2 separate regions of the Mus musculus genome follow, and region 1 is linked to region 2. Evidence: chromatin contacts called from public Hi-C data. All regions are on one chromosome and are shown on one strand. Each heading gives the region's core, a stretch centred on a gene start, on an enhancer-like site or on the middle of the called end of the contact. The rest is flanking DNA. Distances are from core to core; before and after follow the strand shown. Region 1 has its middle 7.0 kb from the start of Mir759. Region 2 holds the start of Cnmd (chondromodulin).

What was found. A called contact is a pair of places that touch in the nucleus more often than the background predicts.
Region 1: a contact with region 2 is called in a Hi-C map of cortical glia, with 1.6 times the contacts expected there. The contact joins the enhancer-like site here to the promoter of Cnmd in region 2. A contact is called at or near these places in 3 of 39 promoter capture datasets (cranial neural crest and embryonic stem cells), 13 of 484 Hi-C or Micro-C datasets (Sertoli cells, cerebral cortex, cortical glia and 6 more), 5 of 115 datasets of contacts at active chromatin or transcription factors (astrocytes, embryonic fibroblasts, embryonic stem cells and 1 more) and 3 of 9 other capture datasets (embryonic stem cells, liver and pancreatic islet).

Annotation. Positions count from the first base shown.
Region 1 is chr14:79,728,423-79,734,474 of GRCm38.p6, forward strand. No RefSeq gene overlaps it. Among named protein-coding and RNA genes, the nearest start is that of Mir759, 7.0 kb to the right of the region's middle. Within about 2 kb of position 3,364, at least 8 of the 459 cell types and tissues checked have an H3K27ac peak or open chromatin away from gene starts, as enhancers often do. A contact at or near this core is called in cortical glia, where this site is marked.
Region 2 is chr14:79,659,734-79,666,233 of GRCm38.p6, forward strand. Cnmd (chondromodulin) reads right to left here and starts at 2,450. Exons shown (of 7, transcript NM_010701.3): 1 at 2,207-2,450; 2 at 1,662-1,805. The coding sequence starts at 2,278. Gm41218 (a long non-coding RNA gene) reads left to right here and starts at 3,200. Exons shown (of 5, transcript XR_874848.1): 1 at 3,200-3,240; 2 at 5,997-6,172.

The DNA.
Region 1 (6,052 bases), core at 2,114-4,613, 70 kb after region 2:
CCCAAGAGAACTGCAGAGTAATGTTTTTTAAACATCTGGACATATGACCCATTTTCAATACTTGCTGTCCCATGGTCATTCTGCAGAGGCCAGCTAGAAGAACCTTGTGTGCCCTGTGGGGTGGGCACGTCACATGGGAATGAGGTAGAAAATATGGGAATTGGCCTCTTCCTCTCTTTCTTCCCCTCCCTCTCACACTCTGGCTCTCAGGGTTTCTCTTAGCTCACAGATGATTCATGTTCTATACTGTGTTTCCACTCTTCATACACGGCTCTGCCTCCATCACTCTTCATCACATATGCAAATATTATTTCCTTCTTAAAGCTCAGCCTCCTTGAACTGTATCTCTCTCCCAAGTCAGAACAAGTCCCTCTATACCCATCATATACCACATCTGTCTTCTTTCCGTACAGACGTTGTTCTTCTATACAGTGTGAGAAGGGACTCATTGTTTGTGACCCTCATTAGAACCAAGTCTCCTACGAAGAAGCTACCACATCAAATGCCTTTGTGGTAACCTTCACATCGACGTTTAATACACTCACAACACAGGACCCATGGTGTGACTATCAACTTGAGTAGATTTTCATAGCATCTTCCCACTTGAATAAACAACATTCCAATCAAGATTCCATTACCAGCACTTGAACCCCTGGGGCTCCTTTCCAGTCACCTTCCCGGCCAGGACAGCTTCCAGCCTGCCTTTTACCTCTATAGATTACATTTTCCATGACAATTATACAGTATCAGCCCTTTTGAGTCTGAAGCTTATGAATTATAGACAAATGTTGCAGGCTAGGAGTGTTTCCCATTCCCAAAGTAAAGCATCATTTATTTGCCGCCTCTGCTGAGCGTTTAGGTGGTTTCCAGTTTTATTTTACAGATAATGCAGCTGTTTGTGTCTGTTGATGGCTTCCTGCCGGGTGTGGTCCTGGGAGTGGGACTCTGGGTGGCATGGTGTGTCTGTGCTTGGCTTTAGCACATACTGTTAACTGATTTCCAAGGCTCTTTTCTGAGTCACTCCCCCCACCCCCACCCCCAGGAACATGTTTGTCCCAGGTGCTCTCTGTCCTTGCAACTCTTGGTAATTTCTCTTTCGAACATCCTGGCAGTGTAATAGAGTTCTAGCTAACATCTCCCTCATGGTTAACAATAGATTGGTGACCATTCATTAGCCAGGAGGGTATATGAGGCAGTTGGCAGTATGATAAGGAGGTGAGCTTGGGGGTTGGCAAGTTGGCTCAGCAGCTAAGAGCTCTTTCTGCTTTTACGGATGATCTAAGCTCAATTTCCAGTATCCATGCTGGGTGGCTCACAACGGCCTGTAATTCCAGTTCCTGAATGTCTCATGTCCTCTTTTAGTCTTCAAAGGTACCTGTACCCATGTACCTGTACCACACACATGCAAACACATGCATATGCACAACTGAAAAGTAAAATAAATCTTTTTAAAAAAATTAAGGTGATCTTGGACATTGATTGAAGAGCGGGCAGCTACGAGGATGTCTGCTGAGCATCTGTTGAAGAGAGAGCTCCTGCAGAGACCCTCAGAGGGAGTGTGTCTGCCATATCCAGGGGACGTCAAGACAGAAATGAGGTCACTGGGGGAAGAAGAGAGACACCATGGCAGATCCGGGAAGGCCATCCTAAAGGGCCTCTTGTGACATCATGAGGGATGGAGGGCCATTGGAGATTTCTGCACAGAAGAGACATAATCTCCTGAAGCAGCACAGAGCTCCAACTGCTATGTTGAGAGTGAAGGGACCATGGGCAGACATGCAGAGACCCAAGGGGAGGGGGTGGCCTGGTGAGAGATGCTGCTGGCCAGAACAAGAGCTGCAGCAGGACGGGTGGGAAGAGGTGGCCAGGTTTGGAGAGTCTGGCAGGTGAGGCAGGGTCTCATGGAGTTGATGCAGTTGTGCGGATAGGGATCAGCTATGCTGAAGCACAGAGGAGAGCTTTGCTGCTAGCTTTGCTCACAGTGGTTTCTCCTTGCCATGGGATGCATCAGCCTCATCAACTCTGGCGATCCCCTGTCAGCCTTACCCTATCCATCCTGCATCCTTCACCTAGTCCTCCCCAAGGGCCACCTTTGCTTTCCTTCCTTATGACAAAAACTCACCTCAAATTCCCACAGAGCTCTGCTGTGAGTTCTGCAAGTTAGTTCTGAAAGTTAAAAAAAAATGCCTTTTCTTTGCAGTCCCACGAAAGCATTCATAATTTTCCCTGAGGCCACACGGATGCCTCTGACTGATCAAAAAAAATGAGCCGCAGAAAGGAAAGTACAATTGATTAATATTTTAAGGTAACCTTCTTTTGTTTACTTGCTGTTTGCATATTTCTTTCTGCTTGAAAACAGGAGAATGTACAGCATTAGAGCTAAAGATAACCAAAAGATTATGTAACTGTCCATGAAGAACTGTGACATGGCTCAGGGTGGTAAACAGGTCCAAGAAGGCAGAGTACTACACACTCCATAGACCGACTTGATTATTAGTAACTGGACCACACACTTTCCACTCTTAGGAAAATGATCCCACTAGAACAACCATCTAAAGTCCGCTCTTGAACTTTTTATCTGGGTCTTAAGTTCCTTTTGCCCTCTCCCTCTCCCTCTCCCTCTCCCTCTCCCTCTCCCTCTCCCTCTCCCTCTCCCTCTCCCTCTCCCTCTCCCTCTCCCTCTCTATACCCTGTGTGTGTGTGTGTGTGTGTGTGTGTGTGTGTGTGTGTGTGTGTAAGTGTATGGAGATCAGAGAAACCTCCCATGTTGGTCCTCACCATCACTTGGGACTTCTTTGTATTTCAGCACTGTGTATGCCTGCCTTGCTCACTGGTCTGTGGAATTCTGGTAATTCTCCTCCTCTGCTGTCACGGTAGAAACACTGGAATTACAGATATACACGCCCACACCTTCATATGGCTTGATATAGGTTCAAGGGATTTGAACTCAGATCTTCACGCTTGAATGGCACACCCTTTGTCCACTGGGCCACCTCTTTGGCCCCCCTGTTGGTCTCTTACCTGTTGCTTCTCTCTCCCTTCAGACCTGCTCTGTAGCTAAGGTTTTTCAGTTTCAGCTCATCCAGTATCTCACAGAGTTGTGCTGTTAGCAGATATGTTCCTAAAAGACCTTAGCTGTCATTGGGTCCTCCATGGTAAGTTGAGTTTTTAGCAGGTCCTGGAGAGTGCATACTGTCTGGAGGGAAATTGTCTTTTGCCTACCTCCCAACCCAGTGCCCTTGGCAGGCTTTTTTCAGCTTGCCCAGGGCAGACTTCTTTGCTGGCCCACCCTTCCTACTCAGAGTATAGACACTGATTAAGGCTACTTACTGCTTCCCCTCTGCCAGTCCTGGGTCTCTGTTACAATAGTGGTACTGTTTTCTGTTGCTTAGATGGGATTGCATGAGCTTAGTCAGACACCGGCAAAGCAGCTGGTTAGTGGCATTTAAAGAAATTGAACTGGATAGTCTATGCTGCTACTACATAATTTGCAACCACTTCTGAGTACAGGAATCCAGGCTCTGGCTCTGTTAAACTGAATTTGTTGTTTATGCCCTTGGAAAAGGTGCAGATCATGGTTGGTTGGTCAGTTGCTGATTGTATTAAAAATATTTGCAAATGGAGGCCACATTAAAACTCGCTGATTCTTGATGTGGCCTACTAAACAAGGATGTCTGACTGTGCAGATGGAGTCCAAGGCTTAGGAAGATGAAGGAAGGCGATCTTGTAAAGTCAAAGGGATCCAGCTGGGGGGCTCATACTCAGGCTTGTGAGAACCCACATCCCATTCCAGGGGTCTGGCAATGTCTCTAGAAAATGCTCCTCTTCAGGCTGGAGATGGAGCTCAGTTGGTAGAATTCTGGTCTAGCATGCAAAGAGCCCTGGTTTTAGTCTCTAGTACTGTGCAAAACCAGGTATCGTGGTCTGGCACTTGGGAGAGGAACGGAAGATTGTGACTCAAGGCCACCTTGTGCTACAATAGCAAGACTCATTCTCAAGTAATAAACTAAATAGAGCTGCACAAGGCCCTGTGTTCACTCCCAGGAGCACATGAACTAGGTGTGGTGGTTTGGATGAGATTGTCTCCTAAAGCCTCAGGCACTTAAATACCTGGTCCCCAGTTCTTTATTTGGGGGAGGCTTAAGCCTTGGTGAAGGAAGTATGTCACTAGCAGTAGCCTTTAAGAGTTCAAGGTTTAGGGCTGGCTATCCCAGCACTCTAGAGGCAGATGTAGGTGGATCTCTGAGTTCCAGACCTGCCTGGTCTACAGAGTGAGTGTTCTAGGACAGCCAGGGCTACACAGAGAAACCTTGTTTCTAAAAATGCTCCCCCCCCCAAAGTGAACAAACAACCCCCAAAACAAAAACAAATAAATAAGCAAACAAATAAGAACAAGAGACACAACAACAGCAACAACAACAGAAAGAGTTCAGAGTCTCACAACATTGCCAGTGCAGTCTCTGATACCTACTGGTGGCTTAGGATATGAGCTCTTCAGCCTGCTATCTCAGTCACCCTGCCTGCCTGCTGCTATGCCTTCCCTACCATGTTGGTGATAGACTCTTACCCCTCCAGAACCATAAGCTCCAAATTAACCCTTCCTTCTCTAAATTGCCTTGCTCATGGTCCTTTATCATAGGAGCGGGAAAGTTTCTCATACAGTAGGCATGGTGGCCCAGACCCATAGTCCCAGCACTTGAGACTTGGAAGCAGGATGATCAGACGTTTAAGGTGATCCTCTGCAATATAGGGGACTAGAAGCTAGCACGGGCTTCTTGAGACCCTCTCTCCAAAAGAAAAAAAAATAAGTAAAATAAAAAGAAGCTGGGGTTGGCAAGATGGCCTTACTCTAAGCCTGAGGATTGGATTTGAGTCTCTTCATAGGGTAGAATGAGAGGATCAACATCCCCCCCCCCCGAGTTGTTAAAAAAAAATGTTGTTTGAAAAAGAAGACAAAAAACAAACATCAAACAAAGAACAGCAGCAGCAGCAGCAACAACAATACCCACGACAAACAAACCCAAACAGATGGTGTTCTCTGCGACTTTTTATCCTAGGGAGTTAATAACCCTGCATCCTCCCTTGCTGCTTCCCATGGCACGTAGATGCTTTCCTTTTTGTGGGGTGTGTGTTTATAATTTCTGGGGCCCTGATTGTCCCTCTGGAACATTCATCAATAACATGGTCTCCTGAGTCCCCCTCTCCTGTTCTTCTGTAGAGCATGGCAGCCCGAGAGAGGGGTTCAGGGGCGGAGGGTCATGTGACCAGTCTGAGTCCCACGTATGCGGTGCTGTATGACCTTGGGAATGCTCCTGGACTTGGGCCTAATTTCTTCATCTTGAAGGCACAGGAGTAGGCTGAGAATAATCTTTCTGATTCCTCCCGTTTTTAAAATTTCTGTGCTTATCTTTTTAAAAGGCAAGCACACAGACTAAACAACACAGGGAAGAGTCTCTGGGGACAGACACACCCTCACACAGGAGCACTGGGGTTGGCATTTGTGAGTATGGTTATTAGATTTCATATGGTGGCTGCTAAAATTTTGTCAGAAAATCTGAGGCAACGTGCACAGGTCAACACTGATCCATGAAAATCCTGTAAGAATATTTCTAATCTATATTTTGCCAGAGATATTCTCTTAGCCATTTCTAACAAACACTCTCTCTGAACAGATCTCTTTGGAAATGCATTAGATAACGCAGTTTCCTCCCTTCAATTCCATAACTTCCTTGCTGTCTGAACGGAAAAAGCCAGTTTGTGTTATTAATGACAAGTCATTTTGCAGAGTGCCCAGGTTAATAGAAGAGATAACTGGCAAAATATAAATGTGTAATATGAACATGCCAATGATAAAACCGAGGTCAGATGCAGAATGCAGAGTGTGAAGACGGGAAGAAGTTCCCAGTGGGTACAGAATTCCAGCAAAGTGACCAGGACAGCCGTGGCTGTCAGCTCATCAGCTGCTCTACAATGCACTGGTTTCCTATCCCTAATTTTCAGATCTCTAGCACTCTTGTAAATGAAGGGTAGATGAGGTATTCTACTTGTGATC
Region 2 (6,500 bases), core at 1,200-3,699:
CATGATTTTCTTCATTCTCCTGTCTGAGTAGGAAATAGCAATAACTTTGATTGTTAGCAATAAAATGTGATTTACTATTCCTCCATATTCTTAGAATTTAATACTGCTCTTTTAAACCAAACATCTTGCAGGAAAATGAAAGATATGAGAAGTGGGAGCCCACTTCTTCAGGGTGATGGCTTATTCTAAGAAGCTTGTCAGCTAGCCATGTTTGTCTTTAATTAAATGCCAAATGGTATTGCTTTCATGGCCAAAATATTTACAAAAACAAAACAAAAAACCCTTAAAAATCAAAGCTATTTTTTGTCTTTAAATTACTTTCATCATCGAGATTTTGTTGTCTAAAAGATAGTATTTGTACTCTAACACCATCAAATTTCCCCAAGGGTGACAATCTCAAGCCTGCTACTAATGGAGACATAGACATTTAAAATCACTCTCATGTTCAAATTCTGTGCTTTCACATATGAGCATCCACCAGTGTCTATATTTAAAATACAAATACATTAAGGCACTTTTCAAATCCACACAAAATACAGCGCAATTCCGATCTTACAAATTGATGCTTGTAAATTTGATATAGTCTCTAAAACAGACTCTGTGCTAAATGGCTTGCTTATCTACATGAGGCTTTTGAGTTAAAAATACAAATTATGCAGTGACTGCAGAAGATGTGTTGTGTAAAATGGTTGAATTGCTTTCAGCACCATTTTCTCTAAGTACTGGAATTTGTTCATGCCTTGAATTTCATGGTGGGAGAGGAGGAAAAGAGGCAGTCAGCGAACCTTGGAGGACAGTGATTAAGAAAGAGCCCTTTGTGTGCTCCCTGGAGATGGAATTCTTTTCCATTAGCTGGAATAAGCTTATACCCGGTATGGCAATGGTCATCAAGATAAAATGTCCCCTTTTACATAGGTGGACACACTCAGGTATTTAGAGAACGCATTGGAACTCTGCCCAGTTCAGACAGAAACGCTTTTTATACTCCTTGAGAGAGTCTATCCAGCCTTAATCTCAATGAGCACATAAAGGGAGGAGAGTCGTTAGTGAGACTGTTGCCATTAAATCACAGGTGAGCACACTGATTCTTAAAAGAGATTTGTTACCTCTAAGGAAGTCTGACTTTTTGTTTTAACACAGAATAGGGAGAATGAATAAATAGGTCACAAACAGGAGAACTTTCTTGTTAAAAGAGTTTCCCTCAGCTGTAGGATTGAATATTCTTTCTACCCTTTGTCCTATTTAAATTTATGGCTTTCCTCAGCTGGGACAGGCATCAAGGATCATTTACTTTCATTTCTTTCTTTCTGGAGAAGAAGCTCAGAGAGGTCACGTGCCCTACCCACTGCCTCACAACTGCTTGGTAAGCTGCGTTAGGCTGGGATGGCAGAAAATGGCTTTTCCCACAGTGTCCAGGGCGTTCTCGAACAGTCCCCGTTTCTGTTTTCAGCCTAGGAACCCTGAGCTTGCCTACCCTGTACCCTGTACCCACTTTAGGCTAGACCTGAGAAGGGAGGTGTCCAAGAGAACCAAGGGGACCAAAGGGAGCAGCAGGCTGTGCCCGCTGGCCGAGCAGCGCTCTGGCTCCACCTAGGGGTTCGGCCACCCTGCGCACCTGGCGGCCCTTGCATCCCAACTGGGGAGTCACTCGTTGAACTTACGTGATTGTCATTCCCCTTCCAGAAGTAGAAGGCCCCGATGGCCCCGAAGAGCAGCAGTACCGCGCCAGAAATGAGGACCACAGCTCCTACCTTGAGCAGCCGTGTTGGGCTCCCGGAGGGCTTCACGGTGACGGTGGTGTACGCCTGCGGGGCAGGAGATGGACTGGTTGCCGTGCCACCCACACTCGCGATCCCTGCATCCTGTCCCGGGGGAACCGCGAGGACTGGAGTAGGAAACCTTGGCCCCAAGAACACTCAGAGGTTGCCTTGCGAGTGTCCCTTGTCCTCAGACATGGAAGTACCATAGCAGACTCTTCCCTAGGCCGGCCCCCTAGTACTGCACCCTCTGCTCCACGCCTGTGGTGGATCCTCTGTACCCTGACACTCTCCCCCCACACTGGACATTCTCATTTGATTCCCTCATCACCACACATCCAAAGGCCCAAATCCCTGATCCCAGAAGTGGACCTGGCACCCACAGGAAGCCGGGGTCTCTGTGTCTGGACTTACTCCACAGCAGTCCTGGGGACCCAGGAGGTACTCACCGGGGGACTGCAAAACTCAACGTCCTCAGGCCCTACCATGGTGATAGGAACTTTGTCTGAGTTCTCTGTCATGGCTGAAGATGGAGAAGTAAGATACGCGAAGACCCTATCCCACTGTCCTAACTGTTCCAACTGTCCTCTTGTCCCTACAACGAATGCCCCCTGTACAACAGCAGCAGCAGGAGCAGCAGCAGCAGCAACAGCAGCGTCCTGCTCTGGCCAGCCCTTCTGTCCCCACCCCTTCCAGCACCTCACCTCTCCCCTCCCTCTTCCCTCCACCCTGGAGCAGCCTACTCAGCTTATCCTGTGTTCTCAGATGTGTCCTCCCCATCACTCTCTCCCCTCCAAAAACCCAGAGGGACATCCAGACAGGTTTGAGTATGTAAGGGATGTTGAGCCTTGGAACCCCACCAGCACCCCCAGTTACTAGCTTGCCAGGATTTCTTAGAGTATCAGAGGGCTTTGCAGTGTGACACTGGCTGGAGCCTATTTCTCCAAGGGGCCCTGGAAGCAGAATGAGAGGGGAGTGTGATGAGAGATGGGGGGCCTGTCTCAAGTGCCAATGTTAAGATACCCTTTCTACTAGGGTTTCCGCTGGAGGTGGGAACTGCTGGACTCCCCTGGAACTAGAGCATGGGGCAGAATGTTGGAGATGGCCTTTGCCACTGGGTCCTCTAAGGGAGGGGTTTAATTGCTGCAACAGTGCAGCAAAAGCAGAAGGGTCCTGAAGCAGAGGAAACGGGGAGCCTGGAATGAAAGAAAATGCCTATAGTTAAGTCCACACTGATTAAACAGCAGAAAATGTGTTTCCCAAACACTGATTGGCTACGACCAAAGGAACAAATAAAAGGTGGTTACGTATCATTTACATATATGTAGTAAATAGCTCCATTAAGTGGACAGAGAACATGGTTTGCTTTTTTGTTGTTGACAGTCTCATGTAGCTCAGGATGACCCAGAACTCCATATGTAGCTGAGGATGACCTTAAACTTTGAACTTTCCTCCCGCCATCTCTGGAGTGCTGGGAGCACAGGTATTGGCCAATGCTCCTGATTTTATGAGGTCCCGGGCATGCTTTTCTCTGAGGCACGTACCCACCTTTGAAGAAAATGTCTTCTTCCGTGGTACCTCACTTGGAGCCAGGGCTCCTCAATTCACACTGGGAAATTTAGTTGTTTTAGAACTCTCTGCTGAGAAGTGACTGAGGGCTGGTGCTTGGGAGGTCCTGAGCAGAGGGACCGTGGATGTGCAAGGCTGCAGCAGGAGAGTGTTTAAGGATCAAGAAAGGCATTGTTGCGTGGAGATGTGGCTCTTAGGCTAAGAGCTCGGATGTGGGGCTGCAAGGGAAGAGAGGAATGGAAAACACTGTCACTGTCACCACAGAGCTGGCAGCACCTGCTGAGTCTCAGGGGATGATTTCAGACCTACCAGGACTATGAGAATTGCAGAAGACCGGGTGAGGGGCTATGTTGGGAGGGACAGTGTTTAGACTGTTAAGCTTGATGGCAAAAAGAGTCTAGTGATCAGTCTAAGGCACTTTGTCTGCACACCCTGTGGATGCGTGTAAAATCCTTGCCTGCACACCCCCTGGATGCGTGTAAAATCCTTGCCTGCACACCCTGTGGATGCGTGTAAAATCCTTGCCTGCACACCCCCTGGATGCGTGTAAAATCCTTGCCTGCACACCCCCTGGATGTGTGTAAAATCCTTGCCTGCACACCCCCTGGATGTGTGTAAAATCCTTGCGTGCACACCCCCTGGATGCGTGTAAAATCCTTGCCTGCACACCCCCTGGATGCGTGTAAAATCCTTGCCTGCACACCCCCTGGATGTGTGTAAAATCCTTGCCTGCACACCCCCTGGATGTGTGTAAAATCCTTGCCTGCACACACCCTGTGGATGCGTGTAAAATCCTTGCCTGCACACCCCCTGGATGTGTGTAAAATCCTTGCCTGCACACCCCCTGGATGTGTGTAAAATCCTTGCCTGCACACCCCCTGGATGTGTGTAAAATCCTTGCCTGCACACCCCCTGGATGTGTGTAAAATCCTTGCCTGCACACCCCCTGGATGTGTGTAAAATCCTTGCCTGCACACCCCCTGGATGTGTGTAAAATCCTTGCCTGCACACACCCTGTGGATGCGTGTAAAATCCTTGCCTGCACACCCCCTGGATGTGTGTAAAATCCTTGCCTGCACACCCCCTGGATGTGTGTAAAATCCTTGCCTGCACACACCCTGTGGATGCGTGTAAAATCCTTGCCTGCACACCCCCTGGATGTGTGTAAAATCCTTGCCTGCACACCCCCTGGATGTGTGTAAAATCCTTGCCTGCACACCCCCTGGATGTGTGTAAAATCCTTGCCTGCACACCCCCTGGATGTGTGTAAAATCCTTGCCTGCACACCCCCTGGATGTGTGTAAAATCCTTGCCTGCACACCCCCTGGATGTGTGTAAAATCCTTGCCTGCACACACCCTGTGGATGCGTGTAAAATCCTTGCCTGCACACCCCCTGGATGTGTGTAAAATCCTTGCCTGCACACCCCCTGGATGTGTGTAAAATCCTTGCCTGCACACCCCCTGGATGTGTGTAAAATCCTTGCCTGCACACCCCCTGGATGTGTGTAAAATCCTTGCCTGCACACCCCCTGGATGTGTGTAAAATCCTTGCCTGCACACACCCTGTGGATGCGTGTAAAATCCTTGCCTGCACACCCCCTGGATGTGTGTAAAATCCTTGCCTGCACACCCCCTGGATGTGTGTAAAATCCTTGCCTGCACACACCCTGTGGATGCGTGTAAAATCCTTGCCTGCACACCCCCTGGATGTGTGTAAAATCCTTGCCTGCACACCCCCTGGATGTGTGTAAAATCCTTGCCTGCACACCCCCTGGATGTGTGTAAAATCCTTGCCTGCACACCCCCTGGATGTGTGTAAAATCCTTGCCTGCACATCCCACTGATGGTACAGGGGTAGAGCCCAGTGAGATCCAGCTGGGCTTCTCCTGGCCTCTGCTGAATGAGGATAAGCAGATAGCCTTTCCTGAGAACACGGTCCCAGGAATTTCCGGGAAACCAGAGACCCTACAGAGAAGGCGAGTCTTAGTACAGACCGCATATAGTTGAAAGAGATTGTTCAGCAGAGTCCAAAGTTGAAAACCATGAGAACCGTGAAGGGCTCTGGATTTTTTGCCGTCAGGAGGCAGGGGAAACCTACAGAACAGCATTTGTCTTATTGGGCATATAACATGTATCACAAGAGGTTACACAGCGACTAAACATAGGTGCCACTAGTATCATATATGGGAATTCACTTTTATAATATAGAGTGGTTCTAGGATCTGTAAGAGACCATCTCCAACCAGGCAAAAGGTAGGAAGAGATGACTTACAGAGGGAGAAACACAAATGGCTGGAAGAGAAGAAGTGCTTGAGTAAAACCATAGGGCAGATCCACAGTGTGCCTTTAGCGCTACCCATGTGCATTTGAACGTAGGGCAAGGACAACCTATCAGGGGGCTTGTCCGTGAAAAAAATAAACGAGTACCCCTCCACTCCCCACTGACACCAGAAGCCTCTAGCTTTTCAACTAGAGGTAGGGCCTTGGGTGACCTTCCCCATCCAGGGTGGAAGATTAGTTAACTGGTATAGACCTTGTTGAGGGTTCATGGGGGTAACATCCCTGTCATGTTGAGAAGACATCATTTTACAGCTGTCCTCCCCAGCCCCTGTCTCCAGCAGTCTTCCCCAGCCACTGGCTCTTACAATCTTCCCACCTCTTCTTCCAAGATGCTCTCTGAACCAGTGTATGGGACTGCACTAGGATGTCTGATTTGGTGACGTGCTCCAGACCTTCACGTATTCTCTGCACTTTAACTCCTTGTGGTTCTCTGTCACCGCTCCCTTCCTGCTGCCTGAAGATGCTTCTTGATGAGGGTGGAGAGCCACACTGATCTATGGAGAAGGTAAGATTTAGAAGATAGTTGGATATCACATCAGTTTAGCCAAATGGATTCAAGGGTCTATGACCTACGTAGTCGCAGGTTCTAGGCTACACACACACATGCATATAAATTATAGAGCAAGAGGACATGAACTTGAGAGAGGAATGTGGGGGGTACGGGGGAGTTTGAAGGGGCAGGAGAGGGTGACCATTATAAAATGTGTATGGAGTTTAAAAATTTAAAGGTTTAAAATTTTTATTTTTCACCTTTCAAAGTAGCAAAAATAAAAAAAACATTTGTCTAAAAAAGTCTTGCATAGTCTGAGGGGGAAACAAGGCCTTCTTATATC